Regions from separate parts of the Mus musculus genome. Here all the other regions are linked to region 1. A link is a contact called in public ChIA-PET and promoter capture Hi-C data. All regions are on one chromosome and are shown on one strand. Each heading gives the region's core, a stretch centred on a gene start, on an enhancer-like site or on the middle of the called end of the contact. The rest is flanking DNA. Distances are from core to core; before and after follow the strand shown. Region 1 holds the start of Idnk (idnK gluconokinase homolog (E. coli)). Region 2 has its middle 26 kb from the start of Gm38494. Region 3 holds the start of Slc28a3 (solute carrier family 28 (sodium-coupled nucleoside transporter), member 3). Region 4 overlaps Gm40966 (a long non-coding RNA gene).

Region 1 (2,905 bases), core at 287-2,786:
TGAGGTAGAACTAGGAGAGGGAGAGCCATGTCTTAGAAGTCTCAGGGATAAAGAAAGCATGGGGTTGTAATGACTCAGCAGTTAAGAGCACTGGCTGCTCTTGAAGAGGACCCAGGGTTGAATCCTAGCACTCACATGGCAGCTCACAGCCATCTATAACTCCAGTTTCATAAGATCTAGTGCTCTCCTATGGTCCCTTCAAGTACTGCATGCATGTGGTACTCTTACATATATGCAGGCAAAACGCTCCTATACATAAAGTAAAATTCTTGTTTTAAAGAGAGAGAGTCAGGATGGTTAGAGTAAAAACAACAGCAACAAACATTAGTGGTGACTCGGAGAAACCAGAGGGCCCACACATTGCTTGGTGGGCATAAATGGCACAGCCAACTTGGAAAACATTTTGGGATTTTCTCAAATCTAGAGGTACCATCTGACCCAGAGAGTATTAAAAGTAAAAATACCTGTCCACATAAAAATTATTTTTTAAAGGGACTAGAGAGATGGTTCAAGGGTTAAGAGCACTTGCTGCTCCTGCTGAGACTAGACCAGGGTCGCTTGTAACCCTCTGTAACTCCTGGGCATCCGCACCCTCTTTTGGCTTTCTGAGGCTTGAGCAAGCACACACATGGTACAAACACATACATGCAGAAGACCCCCCCACACACACACACACACCATCCACGCTTCTCCAGTCCCTTCTGCTTCTTCACATTGTCCCAAGAGCGGCTCTGGATGGTGGTCGCTGTGGGTGAAGCCCGTGGACTAAGAGAGTTCAGAAGCTCAGATGGTGTTGCTTATTCTCAGGAGGAAATCCATGTGGATTGCAGCTCACTTCCAGCTCCCACATGCACCTGTCTTCATGGCCAACACTACCGAGAGCCGCACCGCAGTTGCCATTTCTTGTGTGTCATTGACACAAGCCTCTACGGGGAAGAGCAACCTGTCCCTGTCCTGGCTGGGAGTCCCTTCTGAGCCTGCTTTGCAGGCTCCCTCCAGGAGAGTCAGTGAGGCCTCAGTGTGCGCGTGAGCATGGATCTGTGGCCCGCTGGTTTTAGCTGTCTGCGTTCTGTCCCCTTGGGCAGATAACAGCCAATGATGTCTTCTGATATAAAATCGCTGTTTGCACAGGGGGAACCGGAGCAAGAGGAACTGGCTTCCAGAGTGGGGTGGGGTCTGCGGGCTGAGAGTGAGATAGGAAAGAGCAAAGAGGGAGGAAAAGAGAAGAGAGAGTTGAGAGAAAGAAGAAAAAGAAGAGAGGAGAGAGAAGAGAGGAAAGAGAGAGAGAGGAAAGAGAGAGGAGAGGAAAGAGAAGAGAGAGAGAGAGAGATCTCCCGGCCCACTCCGTGTCCTTTCACTGCTGTCTTTGTGAGTAAACTGTCTGTTTCTACCACTGTCCCTGCATCCCGGTGGCTTCCTTGCTTCAGGACATGATGACCTGCAAATGCCTGCAGATGTCCTCTGGCTGCAGCGCCCAGCGGTCAGCGCTGGAGATGCGGGGGCGTGTCCCGTGACGTCAGGAACTGGGAGGAACCTGCCCCGGAAGCGGGCGCTGAGGACCTGGGAGCACGGTCATGGAGGCACCCGGGGTGCTGCTGGTGATGGGTGTGAGCGGCTCCGGAAAGTAGGTCGTTGGGGGGACTGGGGGACGGGCGGATGGGAGCTGGGAGGCTGTGTGGGCCCTGAGCCCTGGGAGCCATGCCTTTGCGGCCCCTGCTGAGGACCCCTGCTGTCCTGCCCCGCTGGCAGCTGCTCCCCAGGGTCACCGCGGACCGTGGCTAGCGACCCTTCTCAGCCTTACAAACCTGGGCCTGGTGGCACCTCGCAGAACAGTGTGGGAGGGTGAGAACCCCAAACCAGGAGGCAAACGTCGCCCTGGGTCTTTGTACAAAGCTTTGCCTGGGTGCATGGTCTCCCTAGTAGGTGAGTGTCTGGATTCTTCCAAATAGATTTTGAAAAGTGAGAAACAAGCTTGATCGTGTGCCTGCTCAGGCTGGAATGTTAATATGAAAGTGCTGCTAAAACTCTGCAAAATGTGCATTTTCTTCTCAGCCCAGTGTTGGAAGGTTCAGAAGTAAGCAAGCAAGCGGTAGGCATTTGGTTTGATAGACGCCATCTAACTGCAAGGTTCTTTAAACTGAAAGTGAAACGGAACAGAGTAACTCGGTGGTGGAGTGTTTGATTGTCGTGCCGGGTGTGTGTGTGTGTGTGTGTGTGTGTGTGTGTGTTCATTCCCAGCACCACAGAGTGAACAAACAAACCCCAGAGGCGAAAACCCCGCTGTTGTACGACTCTACCCAGAAACCCTTTCACTTCTGTCCAGAACCACACAAAGCCCATAGTACGAGCTCAGATTGTCTTTGTGGTAGAGACTGGGGGATAAGCCTGAGAGCATCACCGGTGTTTGTTTTCTGATGGAGTGGCTGGACTGGGCTGATTTGGAAACAGTTCAGGGGCTGGGGAGTCGATAGAGGCGCTGAATGAGAACTCAGTTGAGTGACAGGTACTGCAGGGTGAAAAACTAAGGGGAACTCTACAGGAGAGATGGAGGAGGGTGTTGATGGCACGGGATCCATCTCTGCTCCTGTTGGTGTGTCTTGTGTCTATGGGGTTTTGGTCTGAGTACCACAAGGGTGCAGTGCACACGGTGGTCAGAAGAGGGCACCAGAGTACCTGCAATGGGAGTTCCATACAGATGGTTGCAAGCTGCCATCTGGATTCTGGGAACCAAATCCAGAGGCCCCGGAAGAGCAGCCAGTGGTCTAACTGCTGTGCTACCTTACCAGCATTGTGTGTATCTGGTAAGCTAGCAGTGCTTTGAGATTTTACGGGCCTCCGAACTTTACAGTGTGCTGGCATTTAAACTTTTTATTAAACCCCTCTCATTGGATGTATCAACCACACT
Region 2 (2,700 bases), core at 133-2,632, 360 kb after region 1:
ACTTGACCATTGAGTTAAGGGTATGTATAAAAGAGATGAAAAATTTTAAATTCACATTAACTAGCATTTTTTTTTTTTTTACAAACACAGTTTATATACAGAAGGTTAAGTTGAGTGGCTTTTCAGTAAGAACCGCTGGGGTCTTCCAATGCTAGCGTAGGCTCATGCTGTATCTACAATTCTCGCTTTGTGTTCGAAGTCAGTTTGATAGAGAGAGACGAGGGCTGTCACTTCAGCAATGTAGTTTATGGTGGGAGGGGGATGTTGCTTGCAGGGAAAGTTGCTTCTCAGAATCTCTAGTTGGGAAGTGGTCAGGGAGGCCTCCATGTTTAGATGCGGAGGCTGTGAGTGTTCAAGTCTGTAGCTGGGAAATTCCCTGAGTTAGATAAGATGAATCTCAGGACCCTGTCTGAGCTGGCGTGTGTGTGTGTGTGTGTGTGTGTGTGTGTGTGTGTGTGTATGTACATGTGTGTGTGTACATGTGTGTGTGTGTGATTAACCACTTTTCTCATCTGTTCTTGTAGTGGCTCCTGTTCTCCCAGAAGCCTTCTGGTTGCCAAGTGTTAGCTTGGGTTAGACCAACTAATTCCATTCTATTAGGGAAAGCATCTGTAAGTAGTCTTGAGTGGGAATGTATCGAAGCGTTATCTCCAGGTCCACTTATGGAACTCATGTAGAACATACACTTGTGATGCAACATTGGCTGTGCTGTCCTGGGCGGTCTCCCCTGCCTGGGAGGGTTTGCTCACTGCGGCAGCAGCGCAGGGTTAGATGCAGAACAAACCGCCCACGTGGCTTCTCTTCTTCTCCTCTTCTCCCCTAGGAAGTTTCATTGAGATAGAGTCCATAAAATGGACCCACTACAATATGAAATCCCGTGTTTTTTCCTCCACTATACTCAGAGCTGTGCGACCATTGGCAGTTATCAGAACACACTTTTTTTTTTTCCATTCCAGAGAGAGATCCCATGCTGCTTCACAGCCAGCTTCTGTCTAACCACTGCCAGCCTAGAACACGGAAGCGTTTTCTCTAAAATATTCTGTTAGAGGCGCTTTTTATAAAAATAGAATAGCTCAACATATTCTGCAACTGACTTTAAAAATTAAGAATAATGTTTTCAAGGCTCACCTATGTAACTGCTAGTATATTGTGCTTCTTACTTGTCAAATAGTATTCTATGATACGGACACTCCATATTTTCCTCGTTCATGTTAGAGTTACTGGGAGTGTGTATGCTTACACTTTTTGGCTTCGGCTATAAACAGTGCTGTGTGAGTCTTTGTGTAGACATGGTTTCATTTCTCTTGGGTAGATAGCCGAGGAGAAGCGCCAAGTCATGCTAACCTGATATGGTCTCTTGAGGGATGGCCACAGTGTGCCGGAAGTGACCTCATCATGTCTCATGCCTTCCCACAGTGCGCATGCTCCGGCTACCCCACCCCACCCCACCCCAAACCCCATGTTCCCGCAGTGTGCATGCTCCGACTCTTTCCCTCCCAGCCTCCCCCACACACACATATACACACATACACATACACGCACACACACACACTCATGTACTCTGTTGCCACTGACATACACACTTTAAAATAGTTTAGAAAGATGTAAAGAAAGAAAGAAAGAAAGCTATACTTTTAAGACTTGCTCCATTTCTAGCTTTTCTCAGGTGAAGGTGGGGCTCGTCTGTCTGTCTGCCAAAGTGGGTATAGATCCTTGGAACTATTTAAAGCTGCCTACCTCAGGCTTGCTGCCAGCCCTTTGCTAGCCCATCTCCCATCTCACTCAACACCTTGCCTTGTGCAATCTTCCCTGTAGTCTCTGTTACCCATTGTCCCTGCTGGGGTGGGGGACATCTCTGAAGTCAGCCATGGTGTCCACTCCCGCTTGTTCATCAGTATCTCTGGCTTAGGAGGATGTGACATGGTTTGTGTGGCATCTTTATCAGAGACAGTTAGATCTTCTTGCACGTGTGCCCGCTGGTCCTGTGGCTTTGAAGCTTATTAGGAGTCATTAGTCATAGCAAGTCAGTTCACTCTTCCAGAAATAAGGATTTCCAAAGGTCAGGCTGGCTTTTAATAAAGAATGAATTTCTTTTTTCGCAGGCTGGACTGTGATTCTAGGTGGCTGTGTTAAATGAATCCAGCAGCAGCCAGTTCTGCTGTCATCAGCAGGCGGGATGGCTTCATGTTCAGTGGGGCTCAAAATGCTTCAAGGAGAGGGCAGATCCTGAGTGAATGGTATGCACTGTAGCTTCTCCTAGGAGCGGGGGAGGGGGAGGAGGTGCCTGGTGCTTTTTCTCCCATCACCCAGTCTTGCTCACTCTGTTCCTTTTCCTTCCTCTTCTTCTATCTCCTCCCTCTTGGTGGCTCTGTCCTGCTCTCCTCGCTGACAAGACAAGTGGGACCCTGTGAAGTCACTACTGTAAGAGCTCTGTCTGAGGCAGCCTGGTCTACAAGTGAGTTCCAGGACAGTCAGGGCTACACAGAGAAACCTTGTTTATAAAAAAATTAAACAAGCAAACAAACACCAAAACAAAATAAAACATCTACAACAAAACCAAAACCCAAACCCTCTAAAAACCTCCAAAAACCAAAACCGAAAGAGTTTCTAAGGCGCCGTTGAAGCTGGATGGACGCCTGCTGGCAGTTGCTGCCCATGCACGGGGGAGCATCCTTAACAGGTAGAGTGCAGTAATTGAAA
Region 3 (2,842 bases), core at 260-2,759, 450 kb after region 1:
TCCCCTTCGCCCCTAAACCACTTCCACTTTGACTGTTCACTTTGACTGTCTCCTACACCAACCCTGGCTCTCTTCTGAATGGCAGCTCTCAAGTCTGAGGTGCTCCCTCCCTTCCTCATGCTTATGAGGGGAGTCAGGCTACGTCAGATTCCAAGTAGGCCAGTGTCACATTAGAATGTGTTGAGCTGAAGACATTGAAGCGAAAGCAGCCTCCACCCTCCTGGTCTTCCTAATGAAGCCCACAGATTTCCCTTCCATCCTGCACTCAGGGAAGAGGTGTCAGCAGGCACGGTTCCGAGACAAGTCTGCACAAATAAACCTGGAGACAATGACCCTTGACTTCTACTAACTCTCCAAACATTCTAATCATTTTGCATTCATTTATTGGGACCCTAAAGCCCCAGCCTCTTGTCTTGGCTCTCTTGGCTCTCCACACTACACATAAACGGTACTGTGCACACTACACATAAACGGTACCGTGTATATGCCCTGGAGTTGACTCCTGTGGACACGCTGCCTCTTTTTTTTCTGAGACACAATGCATGTGAAATTTAAAACGCTGGTAGAGATTACACGCTCCCCCACCCCCTTCCCATCAACTTGTCTTTTATCAGTTTAATTTCCTTATACCTATAAACTATGGGCTGGGCACCGTTGTGACTAAAGGCCAGTAGTGGGGGAGGAGACGAGGTTTATGCAGGCACTTTTGCCTGCCACTTGTGTTATTATTTAAAAATTATGTTCTGCCCATTAAGTGCCCAGGAAACCCAAGGGTAACTGAGCCTTCCCTGTCTTTTCAAAACTCTCGTGTTGCATGTCAAATAAGGAGCAACTCAAATCCAGGTTCCTGGCAGGCGGGGTATTACAGCTCAGGGACCGGCCTCCCTCACGGGCCACCTGTGGCACCCAGCCCCGATACTAGGCAGTCGTGGCTGACGATATGCTTTGCATAAGTAGGCCATCCTGGCTCCATTCCACCTGGGCTGAGGTGCCTGCTCTCCCCTGCCCAGGTCTTGGAGAAGGAACCTGAGGATAAATCCTGAAACTTGTTTGTGAGTCCAGGGGCAAGGAAGGGAGAGGAAGGCAGCTTGTTTCCGGAGTGAGGAGGGCAGTCCAGATCAAGACTAGACTTTGAAAGAGACTTTTCAGGTTTACCAACCCAGACGAGTCCAAGTTGGAAGAAAAAAAAAAGGGCTTAAAGCGTACCCATAAAAGAATTAACATTCTTGCTGCACCGCAGGGAGCCCACGGCTCTGCTAGGCTCTCTTAACTACTCTCCTTACTTCTCTCACAACAGCGGGTTATTTGGTCCCCTTTAGCCCTGCTCACCTGAAAGGCTTCATTGCTGCGGCCCAGGTCGCTGGGGGCTGTTGGCCTCAGCTCCAGGCTCATCTTGCTCTCACTGGGCTCGGAATTCTTTCCCGGGTCTGCCCTGGACATCCTCTGCTCAGAGACAGAGAGAGAGCAAGCACCACCTCTGCTATGTCAGAGGGCCACCTGCTGCTACCTCAGTTTGGAAACCTTTCCAATAACCTTTTAAATGACTTGGGCTGGAACCTGGTTGAGGTGGAGCAGGAGGGGCGGGCAGAAGGGCGGGGTGAGGCCTCTTTTTGAGCACGCCCACCCCATTCCTCTTTCCAGGGATGCTCAGCATAGATTTCTCATCACAAACGGGAACCCGCCGTTTTCTCTGTAGTCCTTTGCAAAATCGCCTACTTCCTGTGGACGGTGTTGGGGGCTAGGCAGGTGTTGCTGCATCTACGCCAGACATGTGGAAGATACAGTATGCATGACTTCGTATTCCGCCTGGGGAAACTTGAGATACGGGGAAAGACAATAAAAGGATGAGAATCAGGTGCAGGTCTGGCCTGCAGAGCTTTTCACTGCCCCCCCCCCCACTTTACCCCGAGGATCTCCAAACCCCAAGAACAGAATTGCAGAGATGGGCTGGCCACGCGTGGAAGGAGACTGTTCACTCCCTTATGTATACTTCTTAGTATTTTAAATGAACCACACACTCACTGTATAGCTCCTTCTTCGTCTTGTTCTCCTCACTCCTCCTCCTCCTCACTCTTCCTCTTCCTCTTCCTCCTCCTCCTCCTCCTCCTCCTCCTCCTCCTCCTCCTCCTCCTCCTCCTTCTTCTTCTTGTTCTTCTTCTTCTTCTCCTTCTTCATTATGGTCATGTAGCTTCTCATTAGTGAAGAACTAGAATGATAAAGTTTGATACTGGGAGACAATAGACATGAAAGTAGGGGAACCCCTCTTCCTACAGGCCTTATCTGGGTGATGATTTTATGAATAGTTGCTAAAGTGACCATTGTTTTTTGCTGATTTCTTAATGAAGCTCATGGCCTTTATTTTCACTACTAGACCCCGGATAACACAGACTTATCAGAACCTATCGTGTGGGTTCAAATAGGGTTTACCCTGTTCCAAGTCATCAAACTACAACATACAAGCTTAATCCAACCCACTACCCATTTTTATATGGCTTGAGTGTGTTTTAGGTTATTGGATAAATTAAAAAAAAATAAAGGGAAGAATACTTCATTTTTAAAAAAACATTAAATTAATGTTTTCAGACCGTAATACAAAAGTGATGGGCTTTACCATGGCATCTTCATATGCATTTGTCCTAGCGTGTTCTGGTTGATTCCCCTCCCCCACAGCCTCGTTGCCCTCCCACCTCCAGCTGATTCTCATTCTTCCTCCTCCAGTTAGCTTTCCCTTGTACTTTCTATTGCACACAGGGAAGGATATTTTCTGTCACATGAAAGTCACATGAAATTCCAATTTAAGGCTGGGTGTGGCAATGGCGCGCTCAGAGGCAGAGACAGGGCT
Region 4 (2,817 bases), core at 136-2,635, 310 kb after region 1:
ATCTGCAGTGTGATCTGACACTCTCTTCTGGTGTATCTGAAGACAGCTACAGTGTACTCACATACAGGAAATAAACAAATCTTTAAAAACAAGTAGTTTATATCTGTATTGGGAAATACATAGACTTAACACTTGAATAAACACAAAGAGGTGCTCTCTTCCTGCTGCCTGTGGATCCAGATGTAGAACTCTCAGCTGGCTCCTCAGCACCACGACTGTCGGAGTCCTGCCATGCTTTCCGCCATGCCCACAGCGGACTTTATAAACCTCTGAACTGCATTTCCCACCTGGTGGTTTCAGAACGCTGAGGAACTTTGAGGAGGCACCACCTCGGAGGAGAAAGTGGGTCACTAGAGATTGACCCTGAAAGCCACGAAGAAAGTTGTGTGGCCCAGAAAAGGTAGCACTGAAGAAGCTTAGGCTAATTTGAGAAAGCTACACTGACAGCCAGCCGGCCCCCCCCCCCTCCCCCAGCTCCACTTTTGCAGCTTCCGCGTTCCTAATGGTGATGACTGACAGGTCTTCAATGCCAATTTGATTGAATTCTTCAGAGCAGTACCCGGCCGCTGATTGCCAAGCCACTGAAGAAGGGACGCAGCATCTGCAATGCAAGCAAAGCTATTCGATTTAAGTCTGGATTGTTGATCTTCTCTAATGTTCACAATGTGGAGCTAAGACACTTACAGGAAAAAAAAAAAAAAAAAAAAAAAAGGCTAGTCTCTGGAATGTATTGCATTGGTATCCTAAAGGCCAGTGGTGATGCCAGGAGTCTTTCTACAAGCGGGCGAATTTTTTTTTGTTTGTTTGTTTCTTTTTAAGTGGGTTGAATCTTGAATTTTCTCTTAAATAAAATGATAATCTATAACATAAGAAAAAAAAGAAGACAAGATAACTATAGTGATACTCAAAGTCAACTAATAGCTGGAAGGTGTGCTCTGACCTCCACATGAGCACCAGGGGACTTGACATGTCCACACTCACACGCATACACAATTAAAAAAAAAATGAAACCAAACGAACCAAAACTACCAAAAGATATAAAAAGAAAGCGCCACGGGCGTCTGTTTCTGTGTGGGGGAGCACTAGGTTTGAGACTCAGAAAGCCTTGTTTCGTAGACACCTCCCCGGGCTCTTTGAAAATGTGTACATTTACAAGTCTTTACAACCTCAATAGATAACAAAAGAGTCAGACCAAATTCAAAATAAGCAACTCTTCCACTTGTGGGGTAGGTCTGGGGATTTGGAAGGACGTTGTGAATCCTTGGCTGCGAAAGAGCTGCACACCCCAGCCCGCGAACCTTCTTCGGGTTCAGACAACTCCTCTTCAGGCGCTCACAGCCAAGTTCTTGCCTGACCGCAGCCATAGATGCTAACCGCCGGTGTCTGCTCCGCCAAAGGTCCCCTTCCGCCCTGCCCTGTTCTGTGGCTGCCCTCAAGCCTTTTATTTTCCGTTTAGAGGAAGACTGCGGTAGATTTGACTTTTTCTTTTGGAAACAAAAGCGATACAAAGGGCAAGTGTGCGGGGCTTCTTCCTAAACAGTGGGGCACTTGAAGCCGGGGCTGCAGGTGCAGCGGCTGATTCAATCTCAAGATTGCGCTTTCTAAAAGCGCTTTAAAAAATGCTGAAGAGAGAGCGAGAGCCCGGAGTACTTTTGGAAATGAGACATTTGAAAGCCCTTATTTATCTACTCTTTGGGGGGAAAAATCAATTTCTTTAGGGAAAAGCCTCACCACCCCGCTATGTCATGCATACAGAAAATGGCGTTAATTGAAGAGATTTGGGGTAAGACCAGAGGGAAACTGAGTGCATTTCTAAAAGTCCTTTAAAAAAAACTTTTTAAATGTTAGAATTGTGTTATGAAAATATCAGGGAAGATCTTGTATTTTCTTAAAGCTAACATATAAATGTTTTTCAGAATTCAGAAAATTAAACTTGTTTCCATAAATGTAATGTATTTGCTCATATGCACGCGCGCGCGCGCGCGCGCGCACACACACACACACACACACACACACAAAGTTCAAATCTATAAGAATGAAGAGATGAACCTTCTCCAGCCTGGCCAGTCCTGCCTGTGCCCGCTGGCTCACCACTGGCTCACCGCTGGCACACCGCTGGCTCACTTCCAGACCCTATTCAGCATGATCTCCCTCCTTTGCCAGAATCTGAAGGCTACCACAGACAGCAGGTCCTGCAGACATTCTAGCCAAGAGGATCTAAACACCCTACCCTCTGTACTCCTACCTCAAAAATAAGTTCTCAGGGTTATTTACAAACCCAGCCCATGTCGGCTTTCTTTGTCTCCAAAATGTCCTTTTGTTGTTGGTTTATTCAAATCAAGATAGCAAAATTTATAGGCAAATCATTTGCCATCTTTCACTGTCTCTTGAAAGTTTATAACACAAATATGTTTTGTGTATATTTTTATTTATTTACATTTTTTTTCCAATTGGGAAAGAGGCTTTGTTGAGATTTAATTCACACGTAGTACAGAAGGCTAAGAAAGGACCCTTCTCCCGTCCACATTGGTTGGTCTAATGCCTGAACCGTAGGTTGTCCTCTAAGAAGTAAGGGACTTACAGGTGTGACAAGTTAGGATTTTGATGGGGGAGATGATCTGAGTGGGCCTTGAGGCCATCCACACCCTTACAGAGCAGCAGAGGGAGAGGTCCCAGCTCCCAGGTGTGAGGCAGCCATGGATGGACTACCTGGATCATATCATATAGGTCCATTTAATAAATCCCCTTTGACTGTGTATATATTCATCCCATTGCTTCTATTTCTCTAGAGAACCCGAGACATTGATATATTGGATG

Evidence for each region. Promoter capture Hi-C pulls out the DNA fragments that hold promoters and counts their contacts. ChIA-PET counts read pairs in DNA pulled down with a chosen protein or histone mark.
Region 2: a promoter capture Hi-C map of fetal liver shows a contact between it and region 1, with 4 times the contacts expected there. The contact joins the enhancer-like site here to the promoter of Idnk in region 1. A contact is called at or near these places in 12 of 39 promoter capture datasets (the 3T3-L1 cell line, the C10 cell line, cranial neural crest and 8 more), 2 of 15 datasets of contacts at CTCF or cohesin (embryonic stem cells and large pre-B cells), 1 of 484 Hi-C or Micro-C datasets (embryonic stem cells), 8 of 115 datasets of contacts at active chromatin or transcription factors (bone marrow-derived macrophages, embryonic basal ganglia, embryonic hindbrain and 5 more) and 2 of 9 other capture datasets (embryonic stem cells and liver).
Region 3: a promoter capture Hi-C map of 3T3-L1-derived adipocytes shows a contact between it and region 1, with 3 times the contacts expected there. The contact joins the promoter of Slc28a3 here to the promoter of Idnk in region 1. A contact is called at or near these places in 18 of 39 promoter capture datasets (the 3T3-L1 cell line, 3T3-L1-derived adipocytes, the C10 cell line and 13 more), 3 of 15 datasets of contacts at CTCF or cohesin (the NIH/3T3 cell line, embryonic stem cells and pro-B cells), 20 of 484 Hi-C or Micro-C datasets (the C2C12 cell line, the G1E-ER4 cell line, adipose-derived mesenchymal stem cells and 11 more) and 15 of 115 datasets of contacts at active chromatin or transcription factors (the 230-238 cell line, T-cell acute lymphoblastic leukemia, bone marrow-derived macrophages and 10 more).
Region 4: a contact with region 1 is called in an RNA polymerase II ChIA-PET map of effector CD8 T cells, with 14 read pairs. The contact joins the enhancer-like site here to the promoter of Idnk in region 1. A contact is called at or near these places in 2 of 39 promoter capture datasets (the C10 cell line and fetal liver), 1 of 484 Hi-C or Micro-C datasets (cortical neurons), 7 of 115 datasets of contacts at active chromatin or transcription factors (effector CD8 T cells, embryonic stem cells, fetal liver and 4 more) and 1 of 9 other capture datasets (embryonic stem cells).

The regions. Positions count from the first base shown.
Region 1 is chr13:58,156,113-58,159,017 of GRCm38.p6, forward strand. It overlaps Idnk (idnK gluconokinase homolog (E. coli)), which reads left to right and starts at 1,537. Exons shown (of 5, transcript NM_198004.3): 1 at 1,537-1,624. The coding sequence starts at 1,575.
Region 2 is chr13:58,518,824-58,521,523 of GRCm38.p6, forward strand. No RefSeq gene overlaps it. Among named protein-coding and RNA genes, the nearest start is that of Gm38494, 26 kb to the right of the region's middle. Within about 2 kb of position 1,383, at least 29 of the 459 cell types and tissues checked have an H3K27ac peak or open chromatin away from gene starts, as enhancers often do. A contact at or near this core is called in bone marrow-derived macrophages and fetal liver, where this site is marked.
Region 3 is chr13:58,609,368-58,612,209 of GRCm38.p6, forward strand. Slc28a3 (solute carrier family 28 (sodium-coupled nucleoside transporter), member 3) reads right to left here and starts at 1,510. Exons shown (of 18, transcript NM_022317.3): 1 at 1,330-1,510. The coding sequence starts at 1,440.
Region 4 is chr13:58,470,541-58,473,357 of GRCm38.p6, forward strand. It overlaps Gm40966 (a long non-coding RNA gene), which reads right to left. Exons shown (of 3, transcript XR_873533.2): 3 at 88-601. Among named protein-coding and RNA genes, the nearest start is that of Gm40966, 5.5 kb to the right of the region's middle. Within about 2 kb of position 1,386, at least 66 of the 459 cell types and tissues checked have an H3K27ac peak or open chromatin away from gene starts, as enhancers often do. A contact at or near this core is called in effector CD8 T cells, embryonic stem cells and stem cell-derived neural progenitor cells, where this site is marked.